Regions from separate parts of the Mus musculus genome. Here region 1 is linked to region 2. A link is a contact called in public promoter capture Hi-C data. All regions are on one chromosome and are shown on one strand. Each heading gives the region's core, a stretch centred on a gene start, on an enhancer-like site or on the middle of the called end of the contact. The rest is flanking DNA. Distances are from core to core; before and after follow the strand shown.

Evidence for each region. Promoter capture Hi-C pulls out the DNA fragments that hold promoters and counts their contacts.
Region 1: a contact with region 2 is called in a promoter capture Hi-C map of embryonic stem cells, with 3 times the contacts expected there. The contact joins the promoter of Insm2 here to the enhancer-like site in region 2. A contact is called at or near these places in 7 of 39 promoter capture datasets (the C10 cell line, the HPC-7 cell line, embryonic stem cells and 2 more), 3 of 484 Hi-C or Micro-C datasets (cardiomyocytes and embryonic stem cells), 1 of 115 datasets of contacts at active chromatin or transcription factors (embryonic stem cells) and 3 of 9 other capture datasets (adipose tissue, liver and pancreatic islet).

Annotation. Positions count from the first base shown.
Region 1 is chr12:55,595,209-55,602,722 of GRCm38.p6, forward strand. It overlaps Insm2 (insulinoma-associated 2), which reads left to right and starts at 3,709. Exons shown (of 1, transcript NM_020287.2): 1 at 3,709-6,810. The coding sequence starts at 4,265. The coding sequence ends at 5,746.
Region 2 is chr12:55,321,266-55,328,984 of GRCm38.p6, forward strand. The region is part of intron 3 of Prorp (protein only RNase P catalytic subunit); the gene reads left to right. Among named protein-coding and RNA genes, the nearest start is that of Ppp2r3c, 22 kb to the left of the region's middle. Within about 2 kb of position 3,131, at least 15 of the 459 cell types and tissues checked have an H3K27ac peak or open chromatin away from gene starts, as enhancers often do.

The DNA of each region.
Region 1 (7,514 bases), core at 2,459-4,958, 270 kb after region 2:
TCTGGCTTGGGCTACCTGCCTCACAGTTTTTCTTCCTTTCCATGTGTCCACATCATTTCCTCAGGCCACAGCTTTGCTCTGACACAACCACCAGACTTACCTTCTCAAATGAAGATTTGTGGAATGGAAGCGGGGCAGCAAGAGGAGTTAGGGGGATGAGGAGGGTGTGACAGGATAAAAATGAAGTGTCATGATATATCTGCATGAAAACGTTGCTATAAAACCCATTCTCAGTATACTAGGTTAAAAGAATAGCTCCTGGGGGCTTGGGAGATTGCTCAGAGCATCACAGAGTTGGAATCACAAACACCTACATAAAAGCTGGCTGGCTGGGTGGCTGGCTGGCTGGCTGGCTGGGTGGCTGGGTGGCTGGGTGGCTGGGTGGCTGGCTGGCTGGGTGGCTGGGTAGGTGGCTGGCTGGCTGGCTGGGTGGCTTGCCTGTAATCCCAGCTCTCTAGAAGCAGAGACAGGATCTCAGGAGCAAGATGGCTCGCCAGACTAGACAAGCTGGGAAGCTCTAGACCGAGTCAGAGCCTGCTTCAGGAATAAGGTGAAAAGCAACCTAGGAAGACAACCTCTGACCTCCATATGCATGTCCAGCCCCTGTATGCATGCACACACATGCATACCATCTCTCCAAGCTCAGAGAATCACCAGTTTAGCTAGGGCTGTCAGGAAAGGTATGAGGTGGCATTCTTTGAGTATAGACCATTGCTTTGATAAATACCATGGCCAAATGAAACCCAGGGAGGAAGTGGTGTGTTTAGTCTTACAGGCTATAGAGTATCATGGAGGGAAGTGGGGCCTGGGTGCAGAAACTAAAGCAGAGGACATAGACAAATGCTTGGTGGCTTGGTCCCTTCAGCTTCGTCAGTTTGCTTTCTTGTACAGTGCAGGCCCTTCCTAGGAAGGGCACTACCCATAGAGCCTGGGTGCCTCTATATCCATCATTAATCAAGACATGCCCCCGAAGAGATGTCCATAGGCCTATGTGAAAAAAGTTTCCTCTTTCCCAGATGTGGTGGTTTGAATAGGTTTGGCCCCTATAGAGTTCCGTGTTTGAATGTTTGGCCTATGGGAGTGGCACTATTAGGAGATGTGGCCTTGTTGGAGTAGGTGTGGTCTTGTTGGAGGAAGTATGCCATACTGGGGGCTGGCTTTGAGGTCTCCTATGCTCAAGTTCCATCCTGTGTAGGAGACAGTCCCCTTCTGCTGCCTGCAGATCAAGATGTAGGGCTCCCAGCTCCATCTCCAGCACCATGTCTGCCTGGACACTGCCATGCTTCCTGCCATGATGATAATAGACAGAACCTCTGAACCTGTAAGCCAGCCCCAATTAAATGTTGTCCTTCATAAGAGTTGCCTTGGTCATGGTGTCTCTTCACAACAACAGAACCTTACCTAAGACACCAGGTGACTTTAGTTTGTGTCAAACTGATGAAAACTAGCCAGTACAGAGAGTGGATATTTGGGTTATACCCTCTCTTGTTCCTCCCATTATTCCCAGTAGCCTCCTTTCTATTGTCATGGCCCCCTTTTCCTTCAAATTTTCTAAATTTAAATCAATTTCATCCCACAACAAGAAAATTAAATCTTGAGAGATGATTCAGCATTCATGAATTTTTGCCAAAGTGTAACAGAGCAGAGAGGGAACATGTCCCCACTGTCAAGAGAAAGGGGGTGGGTGACACCAAGATCTCACATACTCTCTAGGCCTCATCTTTATCGTATGTCTTTTTTTTTTTTTTTTAAGATTTATTTTTTACATGTAAGCACACCAGACACACCAGAAGAGGGCATCAGATCTCATTCATTACAGATGGTTGTGAGCCACCATGTGGTTGCTGGGATTTGAACTCAGGACCTTTGGAAGAGCAGTCAGTGCTCTTAACCGCTGAGCCATCTCTCCAGCCCTATTGTGTATCTTAGTGAGAGAACAGAAAGGATTGCTGGCACTCTGAAGAATCTTTTAGGATAGCCCAGGGGAGGTTCGCACCGAGTCCTATGTTACCGGAATTTTAAAGTCTTTATTTTTTAACTGAAGGAGTGACTTTCAGCTGGCAGGGTCAGGTCTCCCTGTCAAGGATCTGGGGAATGTCCACAACCGCACAAGTCTATCCTAGGGAAAGCTGCCACATTTAACCTTAGCCTTGTGTGTGTGTGTGTGTGTGTGTGTGTGTGTGTGTGTGTGTGATATTCTTTTTATTTTTATTTCTAATCACCAGAGTCATGTATACTTTTTGCAGGTCACTTAAAAGATCTAAAAACTGAAGTCAGCAAAAACTATTAAAATTCTTACTAAGCGGATGCGCATCACAACGTTTCCATCCCGAGCGCTTCCGGTGTCGCATGCATTTCATTCCTTCCTCACTGAGCTCTGCAGTGCACACATGCACCTTCCCATCCTGGGGCCTAGTGTCATGATGTACTCTGAGTTCCGTCTGATGCTGATGGCTAACTCATCATCTGCAGTAGAGGTGAGTTCCTCGACGTAATCTCAGCGTATTTACAATCACCAACAATACTGTGACAAAGAGTTTTCTTTATCCATATTTTCTAGAAAGTTGTTAATTAAGAATGAAAAAAAAATGTGGTATTGTTTTCCAGGAAGGTTGTCATTGAAGAGGGTGGGGGAGCAGCACTGGAGCTGGTGGAAAACACGAGCCAATATGCTTTGCTTCAGGAAAAAGCCTCGTGGGCAAGGGGTAGGATGAGATGAATTTGAGTGAGAAGTCAGCCCCGAGGTCACTGACATGTTGGAAATGACCAGCTCAGGAAACCAAGCTTATTAACCTACTTAGCACTTTAGCATTTTAATGATTCGGGATAGGAATTTTGATTGTAAAATCTCACACTTACTGTACGCCGCTCGCTCCACACTGTTTAATGGAAAGCATCATAACTGCTGAGCTTAATCCAGTCCTTAAAGTACAGCAGGACAGAAAACCAGAGGATCCAGGGTATTTGGTTAAGTATTATATTGTGAAACTTTATTGTGTGTGCATGCGCGCATGCCTGCTTAAGCATAACCTGATGCATAGCCAGAGATAAACAGACCTTCATGTCTCTTTCCTTAAATACTGTCCTCCATGTGAAATTACTTCACTGATGATGGGACTCAGCCTGCATTCCACTTTAACTGAGTCTGCTTTTAGTTCTGTTTATCGAGGAGCTCCGAGCACGGGTCTTTCCCTTTCCTCTTCTCACATTGCATGGGTTTTGTTATAAAGGCTGATACGGTACCTCTGTCGAATAGGGCTAATTATTTCACCGTTCAATCAGTACTACAAACCTACAAATCTCTTCAGGTTCTTAACTACAACAACGAAGTGCCCAGCTGGTGGCAAGGGGCCCAGAGGACAATCTGTTGAGTTGGTGTACTGCACATCTTTTGCAGAGTGTCTCTTGTCATGTAGAGGGAAGCAGGTGTAATGCCGATTCCACCAGCATTTCTCACTCAATCTCCTCCATGCTAAACAGGCCAGTTAGGCATTAAGTCATGTCTCTGGGTAGCTTAAGTGGAAAGTGTGAACAGAGAAACCACTTTATGTGAGGACAGTCGAAAATTAGATCCCTTCCCCTCCCCACTCCTCTTCCCCAAGGGAGGGGACACTTATCAGCCAAGAGCTCGGCGCCTGAACCGTGCAGCGTCCTGAGCTCCAGAGGTTTGCCAGCACGCACGATCTGCGGCGCCGAGAGCTCTTCTCCCCAGATGAATTCTCATAGTATCACAGAAGCGCGCAGTCCCGATCGATACTGGATGGCAGACGTGCTCCCGCCGTCAAGTGTAGGCACAGGGCGGTGGATTTAGCTGCCCTGCAGTTCGCTCGCAGCTTCTCATCAGCTCAGTACTGGCGGAGGGACGTTAACCCGTTCCCGCGCGGATTCCCGCCCTGTCGCGGTGGCCGTCCCTCCTCTGACCTCCCGAGGCGGCCGAGCCTTTCAGAGCGACGCCCAGGCGTGGGCCTGGTCAGTTCTCGGCGCGTGGCGGGCTGGTGGCTCTGGCTCCCTAGCGCGAGGTCCCCGGAGGCTGCACTGGGCGCCCCAAGCCCCTTCGTGCCCGCTCGTCTTCCCGCGTCTCTGTCGGGGCGCCCGGCCGGGTGGAGGCCCCGCCCCGGGACCCGCTCCCACTCCTGATTGGCCGGCACAGCCCGAGGGGCCCGGCCCGACCCGGCCCGGCGTCTCAGCTATAAAGCGGGCGGCCGCATGCCCGGCTCCGTCCAGCCCTCCTAGCTCCGGGGCTCGCCCGGGCACCCGACCCACCATGCCGAGGGGCTTCCTGGTGAAGCGAACCAAGCGCTCCGGCAGCTCCTACCGCGCGCGCCCGGTGGAGCCGCTTTTCCCTCCTCCGGGTCCCCTCGCGGCGCAATCCTCACCGGAGGAGCCCGGTCGGGGACTTTTGGGGTCCCCCTGCCTCGCACCTCCGCAGGACGACGCCGAGTGGGGCGCGGGTGGCGGCGACGGCCCCGGCCCCAGCCCCGCGAGGCCGGCGGGCCCCGAGCTGCGCCGCGCGTTCCTGGAGCGCTGCCTGCGCTCTCCGGTCTCTGCGGAGTCCTTCCCCAGCGCCACCGCCTTCTGCTCCGCGGCGCCCGCGGCCGTGACCTCCGGGGAGGAGTTGGTACCGCCGCAGGTCCCTGTATCCGTTCCAATTCCCGTCCCCGGGCCCGCCCCGCATGGCCTCCAGCGCCGCGGTAAGGGTGCCCCAGTCTGCGCCTCAGCGCCGGCAGCCGTCAGGAAACCTAAGGCGGTGAGAAGGCTGAGCTTCGCAGATGAGGTGACCACGTCCCCGGTGCTGGGTCTGAAGATCAAAGAGGAGGAGCCCGGGGCTCCGGCACGGGCTCTGGGCGGCGTCCGCACCCCGCTGGGGGAGTTCATCTGCCAGCTGTGCAAGCACCAGTACGCGGACCCCTTCGCTCTGGCTCAGCACCGCTGCTCCCGCATCGTGCGCGTCGAGTACCGCTGTCCCGAGTGCGACAAGGTCTTCAGCTGCCCCGCGAACCTCGCCTCCCACCGCCGCTGGCACAAGCCACGTCCCACGCCTGCCTGCGCCGCGAGTAAACCTCCCCACGCGCCTCTGACCCCTCCGGACCCTTCCCTGGCGACGGGCAAGGAGAACGGCCGCGTGCCGCGGACCGACGATCAGCACCCGCAGGCTCCGGACAGCTCCGGAGACGGTCAGCACCGGGACAGCGCCGCGCGCCCGGGCCTACAGGCTCTAGTGTACCCGGAGGCCGCACGACCCCAGGCTCCCTACCCCGAGGTGATTCTAGGGCGCCACGGGCCGGGGTCGAGCGGTGCCAGCGCAGGAGCGACGTCCGAGGTCTTCGTGTGCCCGTATTGTCACAAAAAGTTCCGTCGCCAAGCCTATCTGCGCAAGCACCTGGGCACCCATGAGACGGGCTCGGCCCGTGCACCAACTCCGGGTTTTGGCTCGGAGCGCACGGCCCCACTCACCTTTGCGTGCCCGCTTTGCGGGGCGCACTTCCCGTCCGCGGACATTCGAGAGAAGCACCGGCTATGGCACGCTGTCCGCGAGGAGCTGCTACTGCCCGCCTTGGTCGGGGCACCTTCGGAAGCAGGCCCCGGAGGGGCATCCGATGGTAGCGCTCAGCAGATTTTCTCCTGCAAGTACTGCCCGTCCACTTTTTTTAGCTCCCCCGGCTTGACCCGGCACATCAATAAGTGCCACCCCTCCGAAAGCCGGCAAGTGCTGCTGCTGCAGATGCCACTGAGGCCTGGCTGTTGAGGACCGAGGCCTGTCGAGATTTCGAGAATGGCTTGGAGAAAACATACGGGAACTCCTGTGGGACTCTCTTCATCTTGCAATTTCCAGTTTCCTTCCCATACCTTCCCTCTTAAAACTCTCAGTCATGGTGCCTGAGGAGAGGGCAACAAGATGTAAAACCCCCTCTCTAGAGCAGGTATGTATTTGGCATAAAAATTCACGGTCAACGCTGACAGCTTCAAGTCCTCACTCCCACTACAATGAGATTTCCCCTTCCTTAAAACGCTGGAGACCCCAATGGATTCCCTTGGGTTTGTAGTTCCTATGGAAAATCGCAGTGAACGCCTGCAAGTCTGTCTACACAAGATTCTACCTAAAGTGGTAGTCACCAACGTTTTTGTTTTTGTTTTTGTTTTTCTTTTGCCACCACAGGCACTTAAGTCGTTTCTGTCTCAATAGGGTCAGACTTTTTTTTTTTTTTTTGTCTTGTATATTCTGTGAATCAAGCTTTGTGACTGATGTCAAACCTGAAGGGAGGGAAGACCCACACCCGCGTGGATGGACAGGAAATCTGAGGCTGTTGCTGTCTGGTGTGATAATGTCCCTGGGACTTTATTTCCTTAACTGAATGTATGTCCCTTCTTTTAAGCTAGGCTTTGGAGGCAGGGCAGGTGTTGCTTACTGAGAAGGAGTTGGTGAAGTTCACTACTTCACGTGCTGCGTTAGGAGGAGCTAAACATTTTCTTTACATAACTTTAAAAAAATACAATACTCGTTCCTCAAGTGTGAATGTTTTTATAGCAAGATTTCACTTAAATTATGTAATGATTATGCTGTAAGTCTGCTGCATATTACATCATAAACTGTTCAACCTAAGGGGGATGTTAACACCTGCAATCTACCATGAACTGAATGGCAATTCACTCAATATTTTATATTTTCTTTTCAGGAGCAACTTTTGAATTTCTTTTTGTAAATCATACTCAGTGTGTATTCTGTAACTATTCCCTCAATAGCCAGAGTCTGGGACACTGGCAGAGTGCTCTTTGACAAATGGATTTGTAAGAATGGTTCTGCCAAATAAATGTATGTAGACTGTGCTTGTTTTATTCTGTCTTAAGAAATGGTTGAATACAGTGTATTTTTAAAGACACATTTCTTACCTCCCCAGTATTTTCCTTTAGGTTCTGAGGGACCTATTCTGACAGAATACAAAGACAGGAGATACTATATCTGGCAATGAATGTAATGGTGCTGAAATGCAATAGGAATTCCTCCTTTGAAGTCTAGCTGCAGACTACAGCAGTGCCATGCAACAGAGAATAGCAACTACTTTTTAAAACTCTGCAGAACAACCCCACCATGAATGCAACAGAGAATAGAACAAGTTTTTGTTTGTTTGTTTTTGTTTGTTTTTTGTTACCTGGAGATGACAGGAATTAAATAAGTGGTGCTAATTAGTCTCGCTGTTTCTAGTCAGCATTTTCTTCCATCTTGTTACCAGTTATCAATCCAACAGAAATATGTAAGGAGTTAAATTTGATTTTTCCTTTGGAAACTTCTTTCTGTTGGCTGCAGGGAAACTCTCTACAGTGTTTAATCACATTCCTACAGGCTGTCTTTTCTCATTTGATTGTTTTTATTTATAAGATTAATTTCCATAAAAAAGTACACAGGAACTCTAAATATTTGCTTAGAAAAAATTGGTAGAAAATTCTATTCCTGAAAATATATTTAAAAACACTGAAAATGTAAAAAGTCAAATTCCAAGAGATGGCCACATTGATTT
Region 2 (7,719 bases), core at 1,881-4,380:
ACCTAGCAAAGTGTCATGTCACCGAACAGTGGTAGTGTGTTCCTTTTTCTTTTTTCTTTCTTTTTTTTTTTTTTGTTTTTGTTTTTGTTTTTTCGAGACAGGGTTTCTCTGTGTAGCTCTGGCTGTCCTGGAACTCACTCTGTAGACCGGGCTGGCCTCGAACTCAGAAATCCGCCTGCCTCTGCCTCCCAAGTGCTGGGATGAAAGGCATGCGCCACCACCGCCCGGCCCTTTTTGTTTTTAAAACAGTGAGATTCCATTTCTGAGTGGGTAGAGTAGTACAGCTCACCTAGCTCCAAGTGGGCCCTAGGCAGGTTTCCTATTGCATCGCATTGCTTTTGACTGACAAAAGTTATTAACCTAAAAAGCAACCATAAAAAACCAATAACCTGCAGGTGTGACTCCATGGTACCGTGAAACGGATAGCTAGCGCAGCGATCCGGACATCGGTAATCCCGCAGCTGCTCTGCCGTGGTTTTTGCGCTGGTGTGAGCTGCAGAGTGGCTCTGGGTGGGGAAGCTTCCATGCAGGGAAATGGAGCCTGAGAGCCTCTGCCCTAACGGTACTAATTGGGAAGTGTGAGGTGCGGGGGGATTTCCATCCTTTGTTAATAAGGTCTCCAGGCGCATTTCCTCTAGGCTCTTGCGTGGGCCTGAGCTGTGGGACAGCTGCAGGGAAGTGAAATGTGATTTCCGGCCCTCAGGAGCCCTGGCTTTTCATTTGGAGATTTTATAATTGCAAGAGTGGAATGTGCAAAGCTGACTTGTGTGGCTGGTTAAGCAGTAGGTTTATTTGGTTGTTACAGAATTACGTTTATGCCAGTCGTAGCTGTGCACAGATGATTTGAATCTACAGAGAGTTGAAGTTGTTGCAGCAACCAGCACTTAATGGCCCACTGCTGTAATGTAAGCCGCTGTTTGCTGCTTTGGACCTAGAATGGAACAATCTCATCCTGACAGGTTAACAAAAGTGCTGGCCTGGCCTTCCTTTGCAGGTCCCCGTTGTCTAAATGCTTGTGCTTTGTTTTTCAGAGTCTCTGCAATGAGAAAAGCTGGCAGGGATGTATTTCAGGGAAAACGTAAGGCCCTGACTAGGTAGAGTGGCCAGGGGCAGTCGGAGGAGCTGAGAATGACGTGTACACAGGAACTAACTGACTCAAGCTGAAGGGTCTAGTCAGAGTTAATACCTTCCTGACAGTCTCTGCCAATATCTTGAGGCACATTTGTTCATTTTTCCAAAAATATGTTTTGGATGCTGGGATGGTAGCGTACTCTCTAATCTCAGCTTGCTGTTCAAAAGATGAGGCAGGGGGATGAAGAGGTCAAGGTCAACTTGGACTAGAGAGGCTGACCCTCAGTAAATAAACAAACAGGTTCTCCTGGTACTGCCAGTGCCTGCTGTTTTCTTGCCTAGTAAAGGAATGTATCTTTTTCTATTCTAAGAAGAAGAAAAAAAAATCCACAAAATATATTTAGGAGCCCTTGCTGCCTCTAAACATAGGCCAGACCTTTGCAGATAGAAAATTGTGATGATTTCTTCCCAAGTCACCTGCCATTTTGTTTTTGACATTGGCCTCCACAGCTGCTGTCAGAGAGACTTCACATAGTTGGCTACTTCTTAGTGTCCCAACCCCTCCCCAAATGTGTTCTTAGCTCCAAATCTTTGAGGCTTTCTTAAGTGCCTTTTCTGTCTTTTTTCTTGATTTTTTTAAACTAATATTTTTATTAATTATTTGAGAAATTTGCACAATGTATTTTGAACAGATCCACCCCCTAGCTCCTCCTTGATCCACTGCACCATGAAATCCAATTTATGTTACCCAACTACTTTTGGGTATGGGGTCTGTGAACCAGGTATCATACAATTAAAGGAAACTGACCCTTCTCCCAACAGCTACCAAGTGCTAGTATCTCCTCGGTGGGGTGGAACTTCATTCCCACTGAACTGCGAGGGTCCGTGTGTGCTGTCACAGTCATTGTGAGTTCAGATGCACAACTACCCGCTGTGTCTGGAAAACAGTTATAGTCACGCATCACCTCTGATGCCTGCAGTCTTTCCACCCTCTCTTCCACAAAGATTCCTGAGATGTGAGGGGAGGGGAATGAGATGTCCCATTTAGAGATGAGCACGCTATCTAAAGTCTCCTATTCTCTGCGAGTTGACCAGGTGCAGGTCTCTGTCTTAGTTGACATACACTGAAAGAAGCTTAGTGAGCTGTGAGCTGGTCTCTGTGTATAGCAATAAGTCATTAGAATCATGATAGTGCTGTGTCCATTTAGCACAATTATAGTAAAGGGCTCTTCCCAAGGGCGTATGACTATTTATCCTCTGGTTCTTGGCCTCCTTAACAGTTCTATCTTAATGGGTTCTATCTCATGGTGTTGTCCTTAAATCCAGTCAGAAAGTGGTTGCTGTCACTATTCTACAAGTAGGCACATCACAGGCAGGTTGTTATTGCAGTTTGAAGGGTTCAGAGTTGAGCGAAATTAATGGTTACTTTTTCACGCACTAACATGCGTGCTACCTTCCACCTACCTCTACAAAAGCTAGCCAGTAGAGAGCTCAGGTCAGCACCCACTTGGTTTCTTCATGCTTATGACTCAAGTTAGTGGTCTCTGCTACAATAGTGTCTTAGAAGAAATTTTGGAGGGTAACTAAGAGCAATAGCAACATCCTGTAATGTTTGGGGGTCTATGGGACCACTTTGGCTAACAACACACAAAAGAAGTGATCCATTCTTATTACTGGGGCTTTTATATAAAAGCCTGTGGTATCTAGTCTATTTTCCCCGTTATGGGGTAACTCCACTTATATATATTCCATGAAGTTTCTACAGTATTGGGTTTCCATATAGCTTTTCCAGAGGCTCTTTTGTGTTAGTTTTCCCTCCCTATATCCCCTCCTCTCCCCTACCCTCCTAACCCCGCCCCATCTAACCCCCTTTATAACTGTATTCTATCTCTGCTCCCATATCTTTCTAGACGTCTGAAGTCTTTACTTGCTTCCTTATTAGTCCTGTGACAAGAACTCTGTTCTTGTTGTTGAGTTTGTAGTTTTTCATGTCAGTATTTGTTCTTGCTTCAATGATACTAGAAACTCCTCAAGGGAGTCGCACCTCCTGTAGTCTCCTGAATACTTGGAACTTTGTAGGTATACCACAAATACTGTTACTCATACAGCACATAAGCAGTGTTAGACTTGGTCAAAGCTACTGTTCATTTAGCTGTGTCATGTTAGTAACAGCTTTCTAGAAGTATTTCCTTTACAGGGAGGGAAACCGAGGTTCAGAAAGGTTACTCATTCACCAACATCCTACAGTCTAAGCGGTGAAGGCAGCATTCAAACCTAGATCTGCTCCCTACACTGTGTTATTTTGGGGTTAGAAAAGTATTGCTAGCCGGGCATGGTGGCACACGCCTTTCATCCCAGCACTTGGGAGGCAGAGGCAGAGGCAGGCAGATTTCTGAGTTTGAGGCCAGCCTGGTCTACAGAGTGAGTTCCAGGACAGCCAGAGCTACACAGAGAAACCCTGTCTCGAAAAAACTAAACAAACAAACAAAAACAAAACAAAGAAAAGTATTGCTTAGCTTGCATATTTGCTTAATTATGGCAGAGGAATAGTTATGTAATGAGAGTTAGTAATTTTTGTCAGGAATAATGAAATCAATTTCAGCTCTGTCAGAGGTCACAGGGACATAGAATTTCCCTTACCGTCATCAGTTACTACTGGGCCGACTGACTCACCTTTCGGCTCCTGGTCGGTCTGTCTTTTAGTTGTTCATTTGTTTGTATAAGCAAGACATGCCGGGGAACCACTGCTGAGGTGTGCAAGCTTAGCATTGAGCTAACAGTGTTCCCGGGAAGCCCCGACCTTATCGCTTCCATCCGCTCTTTCTTTTTCACCCAGTCCCTTTTTATTTTTATTTTTTAATTTTGTGCTTTTTGTTTTTTAAGAGAGGATCTCACTGTGTAACTCAGTTGGATCTCAAATTCAGAATCCTCCTGCCTTGGTGTCCAGCTGTGTGACTTGCATATGCCACTAGGCCTGGCCTTAGATCTACTATGTAATTATTTTAACAGGTTAAACTTAGTGTTGTTTCTCTGATACATTCTTCCTTCTTGGGTTTTTACTCACACACACACCTTTTTTTTTTTCCTATACCTGCCCCCTTTTTTTGGTATGTGCATTTTCATTAAAGGAGAACAAAAAAAAACCCAAAAAACCAGGCATGGGTATGGTGATAATCTCAGTCCTCAGAACACAGGCAGGAGAATTCCTTTCTTTTCTTTTAAAATTAGGACTAAACGAAATTAGATGTTAATTGTTTCATTTGTATGAGAGCATCTAAAACTAAATGGCCTTTGAAGACACAACTGTCTTCAAAATTACACTTTATAAACAAAGAGCTCACGTAGCTCAATGAAGCCGGAAATAAACTGGAAACTGGGAGTGAAGCTTGTGTGCCTTGGTAAGAAGAAAGGAGACTAGAAAGGTTGTCTGTATGGAGGACAGAAGGGAAATTCGGAGTGAGCACGCGCTTAAATATAACGGAGAAGCTGGGTGTGGTTGCGCGTGCACATGCACCCAGGGCCAGAAGCAAGATTTCTGCTAATTCAAGGCCAGCTTGATCTACATAGGAAGTTCCAGGTTAGCCATGGATGTATAGAGAAGCAGGCACCCATCTACTCCTGTATACACAAAGGAGCTCAGTTATCAGCAGGAAACAAGAAGTAGGGAGAGGTGTTTTAATAGCCTGTGTTAAAAGAGAGCAAATAAGTACTGTTGGCAAGCAGTTATTTGAAGCAATTGAACGGGCCTTTTGTAGCATAAACTTTCTGTCATGAAGTCATTCTACTTGTGTGTGTGTGTGTGTGTGTGTGTGTGTGTGTGTGTGTGTGTGTGTGTTCGTGTGCGCATGCTGCATGTATATGTGTATGTGTTCATGTGCCTTTGCTCTATATATGTGGAAGTCACAATAGGATGTCTGGTATCCTGCTTTACCACTCCCTATGTCTTATTCTCTTGCAACAGGGTGTCTTATTGAACCTGAAACTAGGCTGACAGCCAGCAAGCCCCAGCAATCCTGTCCGTACCCCACCTCCATCCCCAGCCCCTGAGAAGCTCTGGAGCTACAGGATTGCATGTGGTTGTTGTGTCTGAGTGCTTTTGAGTGCTGGGGATCTTAGCTCGAGACCTCAAGTTTATGCAGCAGGTCCTCTTCTTCCCCACTGAGCCAGCTCCCTGGCTGCAGCTTTATTGCACCTTCATGCCAGTGAAAGATCCTGACAGAATGTAAAAGGTCACAGAAGCCCTGAAATTGGCAAAATAGATTTCATTGTTAGTAGAACTAGCTTCACTGATTTAGAAAAATAGAGGTGCACAATGCTCTTGCCGATTCTCGAACCTGTGTGTCTGCCAATGTTCTGACCATGTGTGTGCCCATTGCTGCGCCTCACTGCCAGGTGTTTGTGGTATTGGTTGCTGGGAAAGAATCGGAAAATCTCCCCAGCAACCACAGTCGGGGCCAATCCAGAGTTGCTGCACCTTCATTAGACTCCTTCCTTGTTTCCCTCCCATACCCATTTCTTGAGGCATCAATCATTTTAGAATAGATATTGTTTAGATCTGGAAATCCCCTACTACCCCCCTTCTCCTTTTCCCCTTAAGGACCTATAAAAACTGAGACCCCTTTTCCCTCGAGGTCGTCTCCTCTACCCCTGTGTGGGATACGAGTTGTCCTCAGAGCTCTGGCTTTGAGTTGTCCCCAGAGCTCTGGCTTTCCCTGAATAAAGCCTCGTGTGGTTTGCATCAAGCTTGGTCTCTCGTGAGTTCTTGGGGGTCTGCTATTATCCCAAGGCCTGAGCGAGGGGCTCCTCTCGGAGTCTTTCACCAGCTCTTTGAGGCGGACATTAATAGTCCTGTTTTACACCAGAGGAGCTGGAGACCTAAAAAAGTGAGGTGATTGGCCAAGGTTGTATATGAGAGCAGACAGTCCAGCTGATGCAAACCTAGATAGGCTTGTTTCTAATGTAGTTTTTTTTTTTAAGATTTATTTATTTATTATATGTAAGTACACTGTAGCTGTCTTCAGACACCCCAGAAGAGGGCATCAGATCTCATTACGGATGGTTGTGAGCCACCATGTGGTTGCTGGGACTTGAACTCAGGACCTCTGGAAGAGCAGACAGTGCTTTTAACCGCTGAGCCATCTCTCCAGCCCCTCTAATGTAGTCTTTTTCAGTCTTAATAGCTTCTCTAACAACTAATCATGTGCCTGACCAAGGTGATAATTTTATAATATCCAGTTATTTGGAGGGTACAGGGAAGATGACTCAATCAATCAAATGCCTGCCATGAAGGCCTGGGACTTGAGTTTGGGTCCTCGGGATTTTTGTGGAAGCCCGCTGTGGTGGCACATATCAATAACCCCAGGATGGGTGAGGCACAGGAGCAGGTGGCTCTTTAGAGCTCATTGAGTGGACAAGCCAAATTGATGAGCTCCATGCTCAATGAGAGAGCCCATCTCAAATTAAGATGGACAGTGCTCCAAGAAGACATGTGACATTAACTTCTGACCTCCACATGCATGTGCAGATATGTGCATGCATTCACACACTGTACATATTGGCACAGACAGCTAGAACACATTCATATATCACATACTATGTAAAGTGCATATGCGCCCGCGCGCGCGCGCGCACACACACACACACACACACACACACACACACACACACACATATACCCACATACACTTTCATAGAAGAAATGAAAATGCTGATTTTGGCCAGTTTTTTTCAGAACAAATGAGAAATCTCTAAAGAGTATTAAAAAGAACCTTGATAGCCACATATATGATTGCTTTTCTTTGGAAATTAAAAACTTCATATGTGTATGTGTGTGTGTGTGTACATATATGTAATGTGTACTAGGTACACATAGTGGTCATGAGCCCTGGCATGCATGTACAGATCTGAGGATGACTTTTGGAAGACAATTCTCTTCTTTCACTGTGTGAGCTCTGGGGATGGAAATCAGCTCATCACACTTGGTGGCAAGCTCCTTTGCCCGCTGAGATGTGTCTCAGACTCTTCTCTGTGAATTCTTTTTGGATGTTGTTAGGTAGTGTTTATCTGTGTGTAGCGAGGCAGTGATGTCTATGGACAGTGCCTTGAGTTACAGCAGTTGAAAGCTGTCATATGCTTGCTGTTTTCCTATAGTTCTTTATCTCTTGCCTAAAAAATCTCTGCTGATGGTAAAGTAACTGGTTTGTTGTTGTTGTTGTTGCTGTTTGTTTTTGTTTTTCCAGACAAGGTTTCTCAGTATAGCTGTGGCTGTCCTGGAACTCATTCTGTAGACCAGGCTGGCCTCGAACTCAGAAATCCACCTGCTTCTGCCTTCCAGGTGCTAGGATTAAAGGTGTGCGCCACCACACCCGGCTCCATTTTCTGTCTTCTTACAAGTAAGCTTTTCTAATTTTAATTTTGTTTAATTTGGGGGCAGGGATGCTGGGATCCAACCCAGGGCCTGTATATGTCAGGCAAGTGCTCTACCACTGAGCTACACCTCAGAATCGGTTTATTTGAGTCAGGGTCTCACCATAGCCAAGGTTGGCCTCAAATTAAACACCTCCCAGCTTGCTGGGGTCCCATGTATGTGCTACCGACACCTGACTACAAAAATCTGGGAGGGTGTTTATGGCAGGACATTTTGCTTTT